Regions from separate parts of the Mus musculus genome. Here region 2 is linked to region 1. The links are chromatin contacts, called in public promoter capture Hi-C maps. All regions are on one chromosome and are shown on one strand. The core of a region is the stretch at or near the end of the contact, and the rest is flanking DNA. Distances in the headings are between cores, read along the strand shown.

Evidence for each region. Promoter capture Hi-C pulls out the DNA fragments that hold promoters and counts their contacts.
Region 2: a promoter capture Hi-C map of embryonic stem cells shows a contact between it and region 1, with 2.6 times the contacts expected there. The contact joins the promoter of Sgsm1 here to the promoter of 2900026A02Rik in region 1. A contact is called at or near these places in 4 of 39 promoter capture datasets (cranial neural crest, embryonic stem cells, hippocampal neurons and 1 more), 8 of 484 Hi-C or Micro-C datasets (embryonic stem cells, nephron progenitors, palatal mesenchyme and 1 more), 2 of 115 datasets of contacts at active chromatin or transcription factors (both in embryonic stem cells) and 2 of 9 other capture datasets (adipose tissue and pancreatic islet).

Annotation. Positions count from the first base shown.
Region 1 is chr5:113,217,839-113,224,158 of GRCm38.p6, reverse strand. 2900026A02Rik (RIKEN cDNA 2900026A02 gene) reads left to right here and starts at 2,883. Exons shown (of 13, transcript NM_001375886.1): 1 at 2,883-2,948.
Region 2 is chr5:113,307,349-113,313,668 of GRCm38.p6, reverse strand. It overlaps Sgsm1 (small G protein signaling modulator 1), which reads left to right and starts at 2,883. Exons shown (of 25, transcript NM_172718.3): 1 at 2,883-2,995; 2 at 3,078-3,121. The coding sequence starts at 2,977.

The DNA of each region.
Region 1 (6,320 bases), core at 1,634-4,133:
GCTCAGGGTGTAATCCCTGGGCTTGTGTGGCTGGCAGCCTCTCACCTGGCAAGCACAAGAGAATGTGGAGGAGTCCAACCTGTCTCCCAGGAAGTCTCCCCTCCCCTGCCCCACGAGGACCCAGGTGCTTCTGGGAGTTGTAGTTTGGTTTGCTTCAGTGTTTCCTCAGCTCGGCTTGAGTTGACAGAGGAATGGGGCGGGGTAGTCACAGGGGACATATCTAGGTCTGGGGTCTCTGGGTGTGTTGGAAAAGACACTGCTTTGTTCCCTTTGGAGTTTATATTCAGAGACAGACTGGCAGTGAGTGTGGTGGGGACACACCCTTGTCTGGGGAGCCGAGAATAACAAACATCTGGCTGTGCAGTAGCATTTTGTAAGAAGTGATTTGCATAAGAGATACGGGAAGATTCTCAGAGTTTCTGGAAGAGATGGGGCACATAGTGGGGCATCACAGATTGGCTATTCATACACATCTATTCATTGGGCATCTACTAGGTCCCAGCCCTGAGGTAGAGGCACTATGAATCAGGTGGGCGCCCAAATACCTTTCTGAAGTATTTCTAGACAGGAGTGGACATAAACTATTTTTAAACTTAACTTTATTTAATATGTTCTTATAGGTTTTGGTTTTTCAAGACACAGTTTCTCTGTGTAGCTCTGGCTGTCTTGGAACTAGCTCTGTAGACCAGGCTGGACTCGAATTGAGAGATTTGCCCACCTCTGCCTCCTGAGAGCTGGGATTATAGGTGTGAGACGTCATATTCAGCACACCAGACATTTTTTTATACTAACTTACAAACTCTGTATAAAAGCCCTGCTCTTAGGTGGACTTTGAGGAACTTCATCTTGCAGACTGACCATTTGAACTCCCTCAAAGACTCACCCCCCAGCCTCCCCTGTTCCCCGGGAATAGTAGAGTCATATTTGACATTCTCTGGGGTAGCTCCACTTGATAACTGTGTCTATGACATCCAGATGACCCATAACACTGCTGGGCTCTGTCACTGTGGACCAGAGAAGCCTCAGGTGGATCCAGGGCATTATGCAAGGCAGTAGCCCTTACTTCCAAAGGGTCAAAATTCAAAGGATTGTATGAGCTGTTCACACACACACACACACACACACACACACACACACACACACACATCACCACCACCACCAGCAGCAGAGAGGAGGCAGAGAGGAGGCAGGAGAGTGGCAGACAGCTCTCTGGAAGCCACACTGTTGCTTGGGTTTCTGTCTCTTTTCTTGAGGTTGGGCTGGTTTACAATAAAAGAGTAAACCTGCCAGGCAGTGGTGGCGCACGCCTTTAATCCCAGCACTTGGGAGGCAGAGGCAGGTGGATTTCTGAGTTTGAGACCAGCCTGGTCTACAGAGTGAGTTCCAGGACAGCCAGGGCTACACAGAGAAACCTTGTCTCAAACAAAACAAAACAAAAGAAAGGAATAAACCATGTCCCATTTCTCAGGGGAGCATGAGTCATAAATATGATTCAATTTACACATGCGATGTTTCTCCCTAATGCTGGTGAAGTCCCGTGAGAACCTGGATCCATCAGCTCCCTCAGAGCGGAGTCCCCAGAGCCCAGCATAGAAAAGGTACTTAGCAAAGATGCATAGGCTGGCAGGGTAGCGTTCCAGAGATGTTCCAGCTACTGGGGTAAAGGAAGGGACTTGAGGAGAGAATGGGTTGAGTTCAGGAGCTCAAACCTGAGCAACAACATAGGGAGCCTCTGGGGAGAGGAAGAGGACTGGAGCACGAGGAGCTCGTTAGTGGTGGAATGCATCACTTTTGTAAGCCTAGAATTTATTTATTTTGTTTCTTTTTTTTAATTAGGAGCTCGTTAGTGGTGGAATGCATCACTTTTGTAAGCCTAGAATTTATTTATTTTGTTTCTTTTTTTTAATTAGGTATTTTCTTATTTTACATTTCAAATGCTATCCCAAAAGTCCCCCATACCCTCCCTGTCCCACTCCCCTACCCACCCACTCCCACTTCTTGGCCCTGGTGTTCCCCTGTACTGAGGCAGATAAAGTTTGCAAGTCCAAGGGGCCTCTCTTCCCAATGATGGCTGACTAGGCCATCTTCTGCTACATATGCAGCTAAAGACACGAGCTCTGGGGGTACTGGTTAGTTCATATTGTTGATCCTCCTATAGGGTTACAGACCCCTTTAGCTCCTTGGGTACTTTCTCTAGCTACTCCATTGTGTTTCATCCAATAGCTGATTGTGAGCATCCACTTCTGTGTTAGCCTCACAAGAGACAGCTATATCAGGGTCCTTTCAGCAAAATCTTGCTGGTGTATGCAATGGTGTATTTTATTTCTTATTGGTTATTTTATTTATTTACATTTCCAAAGTTATCCCCCTTCCCAGTTTCTCCTCCGTAAATCCCCTATCTCATCCATCCTTCCTGCTAGCGTTAATTTCCAACATGGTGTCCAACTTCCTCCAACTCCAGTTTCTGGGAATTTGTTGCCCTCTTCTGGCCTCTGTCAGCACCTGCACTTACGTGCACATATACACATATATCTAACAATAAAAGAAATAGTTTTGTTTTTAAGAGAAAGGAATATAAAAAGAAAGAAAAAAACCAAAACCATAGTGGTCGATATGATTAATGAAAACGAACAAGACAGCTGGTCAGGAATGCGCAGTAGCAGGGCCCTTGGTGGGCAATGCTCTGTCACCCCACCTCGGGGCACACAGTAGGTGCCTTGGCCGGCACCGTGGCGCAATGCCGCTTCCACCCGGCAGGGGGCGCGCCCCACATAGTCTCGCGGCTCCGGGCTCCCGCGCTCCGCCCCTCGCCGCTCTGCGCAGGCGCCACCGGGTGCGGTTGCCACGGCGACGGGGCGCTTCCCGCCCGAGCCCCGCCCCCCAGCGGCGAGGCTGCGCGCGCCGCGGCAGGTGCGGGCGGGCAGGTGCGGCGCCGGCGGGCCACTGCGGTAGGTGCGCGGAGGGCGCGGGGGCGCGCGGGCGGGCCGCGGGGGCGCGCGGAGACGCACGGGGACGCCCACTCCTGCCCGCGGGGCCGCGTGTAAAGTTGGCAAAGTTAGCGGAGGGAGGGCGAAACGGAGAGCGGGAGGAGCCGCGTGCGGAGTCCGGCTGCGGACTTGCTGGGGGAGGGGGGTGGATCCCGTTGAATCTGCGGCCGGGGAATGTCGGCGAAGGATGCCTAGGGCTGGCCCCCCGCTCCCTCCACGCGCGTCCGCGGCTCGCGCGTGTCTCGGGATCGCGCTGTGCAGGCCAGGGCTGACCCTTCCTCTGGCGGGGAAGCCGTGGCCTTTTGCTTTCGGAGGGACGGCGCCTGTTGCAGAGAGCTGTCCCCTCGAGGGCCTGCGGCTGGCGCTGGAGCCTGCGCCCTGTCCCCGGGGTCGCGCCCTCCGGGGTGGCGCGCGCACTGCCCTGGTCCGCGGTGACAAAGATGTGTAACTTGGACTTTCTTCCACTGGGGCGAGTTGCGGCTCCAGGCCACGCACAGAGAAGCGCTGGGACTGGTTAATCAGTAATCGGGACTCTAGGTGGAGGCTTCAAGCGGCCAACTTTCTCTTTGCCACCCCGCAGGGCAGGCGTGCGGCCAGGGCTGGGCTCTGCAGACACCGGTGCCTTGGTGGGTTCAGGGGAGACTTGAGGGCTTGGCAGGGGCGCACTTAGGCCCGAGAAGTGCAGAGTCTGGACGCGTGGTCCAGCCTTGCCTGCAGCTGTGTGCAGGGGTACATCGGAGTCAGCTTGGACCAGCCCAGAGCAGGTCAGAATCTGTTCTTCAGGGATGACTTTCTAGCCGTCTAGCCTGCTCCACGTCTTTGTTGATTTGTGATGTTGGGGAGCACCCTCACCCCAGACTCTGAGCTATACAGCCCCGCCCCCCCCCCCACAGAGTCACCAGAGGGCAAGGGAGTTCAGAGGTCAGTTGTGCATCCCTGGCATCTGACCCCTGCTAGCATCACCAGGAATCACCTAACCAACACACGGGATGAGCTGCCTCCAAACGAGTATGTCCGTTCATCAGTCATTCATTCATTAACAAATGGTTCTGTGTCAAGCACTAGGCTGAAAGTCAAGCCCGGAGGAGTGAACCCTGGGTCAATCTGGACGGAGAATGGGACAGCAGAGGAGGGGGCGTGGCTTGGGGCAAGAGGAGGATCATGGTCTGGGGCAGAGAAGGGTGTCAGGAATTGAACCCAAGTCCTCAGGCTTGTTGGCAAGCCCCTTTATCCACTGAGTCATATCACCATCCCGTGGTACTTCTTTGAGACTCAGGTTCTTTAACTGTAAAATGGTCCTCTCCTCCATCACGGGGGAGGAGCGTTCGTAAGGTGGGTCATGGAGGGCATCTGATTGAGCTCAGGGCGTGAGCCCAGAAGAGTTATTGTCATGATAGCCTGTGTCATCAGAATGGTTCCAGCAAGCAGGTACCTTGCCCAACCTAGTGTGTGTGTGTGTGTGTGTGTGGTCAAAGGTGACACTTGGGCTGAGCCTTGAGGGCTGGGTAGGAGGTAGGGCAGAGGCAAGACCTCACTCCTGGTCCTGCCCAGAGTGCAGGGCGTGTTGAGCAAATAAAAGACCTTTACACTCCTGTCCTGCATCGGAAGGCTTGGGACTGAGGGGACCAGATCCCTGCCTGGAGGCACACACTCCTGCCCCTGCCTGCTTCAGATTCCGGGAGTGTGGGTTAAGCCCTGCCACTCCTCTTGGGGGAACTTGATGGATGTTTGGAGACAGTGAGGCAAAATTGCTGAGAAGCAACAAAGGTAAACCAAGGGGGGCTTCCCGGAGGAGGCAGGGGGAGAGGTCAGCCAGGCCCCATGGAAGAGGGTGTAGGGAAGGCCAGAGCTACTGATGTACTGTGTTATGTCAGACCCTCCAGGCTGAGTCCTTCTGTCTGTCCCCTCTTTGTTCTTCCTGACAGTCTTCTCAGGCAGTGTTGGTTGTGGAGACTCCTCCACTGCCACCCATGAGCAGATCATGAAATGGGAGCTTGGGGGAGAGAGAGGAGGAACTGAGTTCTGTCCTTAGAACTGGCTGTCCATAGCCATGCACCTCCCAACTCTGAGTGTCCCCATGTGGCTAGGTGTGGCCGCCCACTGCCCTCACCCTGACTGCTGGCCCGGGAAGGGGAATCGCTGTCTGAGTGGAGGGCTCAACACAAGACGGATATCTCATGGAATCTCTTACTTGGGAGCGTCCCTGGGCCTGAGAACTCGGGGCTCTCCTGTCCCCAGAAATCCTCTAGTCAGCTGTGTGGGAGCGACTATCAGGAAGCAATTAAGGACTTGACTTTGGGGCCTGAGTTAGCGCTGCCCTTCTTGGTAATCGGGCGGTTAGGTGACCTTTGAAATGTTTACAGCCCTGTCTCCGTCGAGGATAGGGATATGTTTTCAAAGTATGATCGCTGACTGCTTACACCTGAGTCAGCTGTGCGCGTTGTTAAAATACTCCAGGAAATGAAAGTGTCTGACCCCAGATGACCAGCTGGACGGACAGTTCTGAGAGCCCCACTTCCCATCCCCTTTTGGTCCTCCCAAGGCTTCCCGTGCACAGAATCTAACTCCTCCTGAGCCCCCAATCACATCTGCCTACCTTGACGCCTGCTTTCAGATCTGCTCTGCCCAACATTAAGTCCTGGCTTTATCTGCTGTGTGACTGCCATCGGGTGTGTTAACCACTCTGAACCCGTTTTCTGTGTATATGAGGCAAATTACTTATCCATGAGGGTAGCTGTGGGGACAGAGAAGGACTTGGCAGGTGTGTGTTGGTCCTAACTGGATAGAGAAGGTGCTCAGTGAACAGCCGGGGTTGGGGGCTGCGGGGCGGGACAGAAACTAGCATCAAGAGGTGCAGCTGGTGGCTTTGTCTTCCCATTGACAGCAGGATGGAGCCTGCAGCCCCACAGTAGGGAAGGTCAGGTAGGTTGTGTGGAGTTTGGTAGCTTGTGGGTTTGAGGCCACCCTGCCAGAGCTTGTGTCTCAGAAGACATCTGGCAGTGAACGCGTTAATGTCTCTGTGGCATGCGGCTCCTGTGTCGGTTTGCTTTGTCTGTGATCACTCTGTGTAACAAACATCTCCCAAATGAGCAATTTTTAAACATAGGCATGTTTTGCACTCCGGTCAGCGAGTGGCTTGGCCAGTCAGTCCTCTGACAGATCTGTTGGCTGACAGCATTGGGGTGTGCTCTTCAGGGGGTGGGGTGGGGCTGCAGGTGTGCAGGTGTGGGGTACCAGGTGTGCAGGGGTGGGATACCAAAGAGTGCAGGGGTAGACAGCAGGTGTGCAGGGGTGGGGTACTAGGTGTGCAGGGGTGGGGCAGCAGGTGTGCAG
Region 2 (6,320 bases), core at 1,634-4,133, 90 kb before region 1:
TTTTTCAAGACAGGGTTTCTCTGTGTAGTCCTGGCTGTCCTGGAACTCACTCTGTAGACCATGTTGGCCTCGAACTCAGAAATCCGCCTGCCTCTGCCTCCCAAGTGCTGGGATTAAAGGCGTGTGCCACCACTGCCCAGCCAAGGGCATGGTATTTTATCACAGCAATAGTAAACCTAAGTAGGACAGGGTTCAAGGCTCCGGATTCAGCCCCAAGGCAATGGCTCGACTCAAATGCCCTGGAGCTATGCGGTGTTTGAATATGCTTGACCTAGAAAGTGACACTATTAAGAGGTATGGCCTTATTGGGGGAAGTATGTCACTGTGGGCATGAGCTTTGAGACCCTCCTCCTAGCTGCCAGAGTCAGTCTCCTCCAGCCTTCAGATGAAGATGTAGAACTCTCAGTTCCTCCTGCACCAGGCCTGCCTGGATGCTGCCATGCTCCTGCCTTGGCGATGATGGACTGAACCTCTGAACCTGTAAGCCAGCCCCAATTAAATGTTGTCCTTGTAAGAGTCGCCTTGATCGTGGTGTCTGTTCACAGTAATGGAACTCTAATTAAGACTGAAGTTGGGGGGCTGGTGAGATGGCTCAGTGGGTAAGAGTACTGACTGCTCTTCCAAAGGTCCTGAGTTCAAATTCCAGCAACCACTTGGTGGCTCACAACCATCCACAATGAGATCCAATGCCCTCTTCTGGTGTGTCTGAAGACAGCTACAGTGTACTTACATATAATAAGTAAATAAATCTTTTTAAAAAATAAATAAATAAAAAGGCTGAAGTTGGTACCAGGAGTGGGGTATTGCTGTCATAGGCCTGACCATGCTTTTGTTTGAAAGAATATGGGTTTTGGGACTTTGGGTTTGGAACGCCATGGAATGCTTTAAGTGGAGCTTAATGGGCCAGCCTAGACAGAATTAACAATTAAGTCTCATAGAAACCCCAATTTAGACATGATCCTGTGATTCAGTCTTATGAAGAGCATTTTGAGCAAGCATAGCAAGCTTAAAAAGAAAAAACGAGTGTGCTTCAAGTAATGAAGGGGCCCCAGGAAATGAAAAGGAGCTGAATCCTACGTTCAAGGAGACAAACGGATTAAGGGAGTGGTGATCTCAGGGCAAGATCCCACCCAGCTAAGCTTATTGTTTGCAGCTAAACCGTGGATAGTTATATTATTATGATGTGATTATTGGTTTCACTTGGAGATAAGGAGATATGACTGTGTGTCAAACTGTCACAGGATGACACAAGCTTTTAGATCTAGGTGAAGGAAAGCTTAGGTCCAGGCATGGTGGACCATGACTTTGATCCCAGCATTCAGGAGATAGAGCCATGCAAATCTCTTGAGCTCAAGAGAGTGAGTTTACAGAGCAAGTTCCAGGACAGCCAAGCATATTGAAACCACCACTAGAAACCATTTATATTAGAGGAAAACTTCTATGTTCTCTGAAAAGGTTTGAAGGGCTTGGCGAGAAACATCTGATTCATCTTAACCTGCCCCTGGTGAGATGATCCACCCGGTCCATGGCTTGAGCTATTGCTTGCTTTGTGTATGGACCTGAAGAAAATTCTCCCACGTCTTGGGCTTGACTTTCTTTGTGTGTGAGGCTCATGGGGGGGGGGGGGGGGGCTGGAGGCTCGGTAAGTTTATGCAACCAGAGCTCCGGATGTAGTAAGTCCTCAATTATATTTGTCAAGTCCTTATTTCTCATTCTGTGGCATCCTGGAGACACTAAGCACACCTCACTGGAGAGAGTGGGGGAGGAGAGAGTGGGGGGGGGTATCGTGACAGAGACACCACTGCCACACACAAGAGGGGTTCTGGTATACACACACACACACACCAGAAGAGGTCATCAGATCTCATTACAGATGGTTGTGAGCCACCATGTGGTTGCTGGGATTTGAACTCAAGACCTCTGGAAGAGCACTCAGTTCTCTTAACCGCTGAACTGTATGGATTCCTCTTCCCCAAGCATTCCCCAGCCTCCTCCTTTCCCTTCTTGCTCAGAAAGAAAACTCAGCAAGATGCCCCTTGTTCCACAAGACAGCCCCGGTCACTGGTATCTCCCCTGCATCGACTCCACGTCCCTCTAGAACCTTCCAACCCTCTATCACTTGCTCAGATGGTTTACTGTCTACCATCTGAGTGCTGCGGCAATGTGTCCATCTCCTTTGCTTCAAACTCCCAACCCTGGGACTGAGAGATCCTGGCTGAACCCTGGTTCCCAGTATAGGGGGAGCAGCAAGTGAAGAAGAGGCAGGCTTCTTCCAGATGGGGAGTCAGTGTATCTGATTAGTCTGAAAAGGGAGAAAGGGAGAAGAGAGGAGGAGGAGTAAAAAGAGGAGGAAGAGGGGGAGGGGGAAGGGAAGGGGAGGAGGGGACGGAGGAAGGGGGTATATGAAACAGCAGCAGCTACCCCGTATGAAAGCTGGCCCTTTTTTTGTTTTGTTTTGTTTTGTTTTGTTTTTTTTGTCTTGTCTATGATGAGAATTACACATCAAATATCTCGCTTGATCATCAGCTCATTCTAGAACTTATACCCACTTTATACAGGATGAGTCTAGTTTTATTGTGGCGGCAGGGCCTGGCTATGTCGCCCAGGTTGAGTCCCCTGCCTCAGTCTCCCCACTGAGGAGTCGATAGGAGTGTGCCCCGTGCCTGGCTTTGCCTCGTTTCTAAATACGCGTGGATGGACACACGGGATGTGGAGCACGGTTCCGCATCTTAGGTCACCCTAGGCAACTTGGCAAGGCCTGTCGCTAACGCCTGGAGGAGGCTGGATGCGGATGCTCTGCTGTATGCTGTCCAGGAGGCGGCGCTGAGCTTTCGTGGGTGGGGTGGGCGGGATGTCAGGTTCTGACGTCTACATCCTGGGCTGTCATTCATCCCCTGCCGGTCCCGCCCCCTCGCGGCTGCAGCAGGGCGCGGAGCGGGGACGCGTCCGGGAACCGGGCACCGACCAGCTTGAGCCATGGCTTCGGTCCCTGCGGGTAAGCACGGGCGGGCAGCGGGAGGGCGGCCAGGCCCCGCGGCCTCGGTGCCGCTCACCGCGCTTCCCTGCTTGTCCCGCAGAGGCCGAGACCCGCCAGAGGCTGCTGCGCACTGTGAAGAAGGAGGTAGGGGCGGCCACCCCAGGGTGACAGGGCCACCGCGGGCTTCTGGCTGGCGGTGGCTGTGCATGGCTAACTAGGGCGGGGGCTGGGGAGGGGTCGCTGGAAAACGGGTGTTTCAGTGCGTGGGGCCCTCTGGGTGTAGGATCGGAAGGTGTCCAGGTGGGACCTCGCGGAGGGGCAGGTTCTCATTGCTGGGGGTAGAGTAGGGTGATGCGGGGCTCCTCATTAGAGATGCGGAATATCCCCGAGGAAGATCAGGTTTTGGGAGGGGACAGGTTCAATTTTGGAACATGAAGCTATCCCCCAACCCATGTCAGATACTCAGTCCTTGGAGCCACCTCTAGGTGCCAGGGACTTTGTGCAGGAGAGCCTGTGACCTGGGCCAGGGTCACAGAGCAGGTGCCCTCCACTGATACATGGGATCAGACAGGAGTGGCTGCCTGCCTCCCCCGGGATGAAGGAAGCAGCTGAGATCCTAGCCTTACCTCGGCGTTCACAGCCAGTGACCTCCCAGGGCCGTGGGAATTGGGAGAGTTTAGAAGGCTGAGGCGACGTTTAGATGTCTGTGGGCCTGTGGTGTAGATGTATGTTGCCCAGGACATGTGCATATATGTATGTGCACCTGCCTGGAAATACCTAAGGATGATCTATATATTGTGTCTGCTTGTGCGAGTCTACGAATGTGTATTTGTGTGAATGGGTAAGATTGAGTATGTATGTGGTGTGGCATTGCCCTCCCATTTTGGCTCCGCCCTATCCTTCAGTCACCCCCACCCCCCATTCCCGTCCCTGCTGCCTTGTCTTCATCCTGGGGTTCTTATCCCAAGTCCTTGCTTGGCTGTGAATCTGTGAGCCAGGCTGGAGTCTGTCCCTTGCTTCCTGAGCATGGAGGTGTGTGTATACCTGTGGGGTGTGTGTGCGTGTGTGCGCGCGCGCGTGTGTGTGTTAGGGGTGTCACTCAGGAGGGCCTCCCTTCCTGGTGGCAGCCACCTGGGCAGTTGGAGGCCCGGACCTGTCCCCGGTTCCTTCCTCCTCTTGGGGATCGTGGGTGTGTGCCTGTGTTTGTGTCTCTGTGTGTAGCACATTCCTTTTAAAGAACTAGCTCCGTGGATTGCTGCAGATTCTAGAATTTTCCTTCGAGGTGATATGTAAGATGGATAGAAGGGGGTCCCTCAGAAAGGCCTAGAAGTCTTTACCTCCATCTTTGTAAAGACCTGTTTGAAGATACTATCCAGACCCCAACCCTGAAACCTCACACCCCTGCCCTTCGGGGAAGGGTCTCAGCCCTTAGGTTTAAAGCTGGAAGGCCGTGGTTTTTTACCCAGCCCTGGCTGTAATGCTTGCTCCTCATGCCTGGAGCTGACCCCCACTTTACTAGGGAAATGGTTGACCAAATAGGATGTACAATGAAAGACAGGGTCAGCAGGCCCTGGGGAACCTAGGAGACATCCGTGTATAGCTGTGCCACATGGCCCCTCAGAGTTCATCTTTCCTACGTCCTCTCTTTGTAAGATCACCGCTTTCCCATCTGCAGAGTGACGCATGTGGCCCCATGGCCCACACACATGTCCCTTACTGTTCCTCCCCAGTCTAGCTTGGGTTCCTGGAAATGCTGTGGGGACATTGCTCTCCACCCTGTGTCCACAAGTCTGCTGGATTCCCTGCTTCTGTGGTCCCACTAAGTTTGGAGTGAGCCATCTTCTTGGCTCAAGCCGGAGTAGAGTGGCCAGGCAAGGACAGTTTCTTGCTGCTTTGTCCGATTACTAAAAGCTCCAAAGCTGGGAGCAGAAGTCGGGATTCCCAGTCACAAACTGCTCACAGATTCTAAATCTTGCATTTACGGAGGTCGGTCACCCAGAGGATCTGAGCTTCTTTGGGTTTTTTTTGTGCTCCGTGTACTGCAGACATAGTAACCCTATGAAGATGGTTGATACAGAACTGGGGCTTACAGTAGGGGAGTGGCTTCTAACAGCACCCAGCCAAGAAGGGCCAGAGGTAGTGTAATCACTCCCAGGTCATCCAAGCTCCTGGGGTACAGGGGTAACGTGATTCCCATCACCCTACTGGGAATAGGGTGCCCAGAAGCAGGAAGCCATGTTTGAAGTGTACAGACCCAGTGCAGAACATGAGCAAGTCTGCCATCTGCAAGCTCACAAGTAAGCCCCCTATGCTTGCCCTCTATGTACACTGCTTCCTCTGGCCACCTCTTTGGGTAATGAGCCACTCCTCCAATGTCAGATAGATATGGATAGGGAGAAAGTTGCCTCAAAGTCTGATCAGCAACTTCTCTGTCTGAGTTCAGATGAGCCACACCCCTGTGGACCACAGCCTCCCTCTTCCTCCTGGAAGAGGTGACAAGGGACTTCCCTAGATAGCCAAACAGCTGTGCAAGCCTGCCTCAGAGCCTGTGGGGTTGGAAGCTCTGTCCAGAGGCAGCCTGAGGAGCTGTCGGGACCCAGGACCTGTCTGGTAGTTCAGGAAGGAGCCCCAAGTTCAACCAGAGCTGTAGTTGGAGAGCCAGAACGGAGACATTCGGCTGGAAGAGGCAGAGGATGCAGGCAGACTCAGTAGTGACATGAGAAAGAGGAGGACTCTGGAAGGGACATGAGGTATTGTTTTACAAGACCATAACGCGTGCCCCAGCACTGAACAAAAACACCTGTGAGCCTGCAGGACACGACCATGGAGAACCATGAAAGCCGCGGCAGAGAGAAGGGACACAGAGGGCCAAGCTGCAGGGACACGCTGAACTTGAGGGTGCAGAGGCAGCTGGAGCAGAGATGAGGAACCTGCTGGAAACAGAGGTGCCCCCCCCCCACACACACACAAGGAACAAGAGGGGAACTGTAGGAAGCTTGGAGAATGTGGAAGGTGGCAAGGAGTGGGTGCCACCCAAACTGATGGCTTGTGAACTGCACAGTCTCTCAGAGGCATCTGTCTTTATCTTTGCCCATGTCTGGGTGTCCATTTTTTTTTGTCACAATAGGGATGAAGATGACTCAGAGGGCAGGATAAGCTAAGTGCAGACATCCACCCTGTCACCTGACATCCACCCTGTCTGTCACCTGTGCTCCTTTGGGGTCGGGTCAGTATCACAGGGAAGCTGTTTCCTCCAGCTAAAGCCCTCCCCTACCCCCATCTCTAAGCAGTCTCCTCTCTGGCATGTCTTCCCCTCCCTGCTGCCACCCCTTAATTTTGTTTT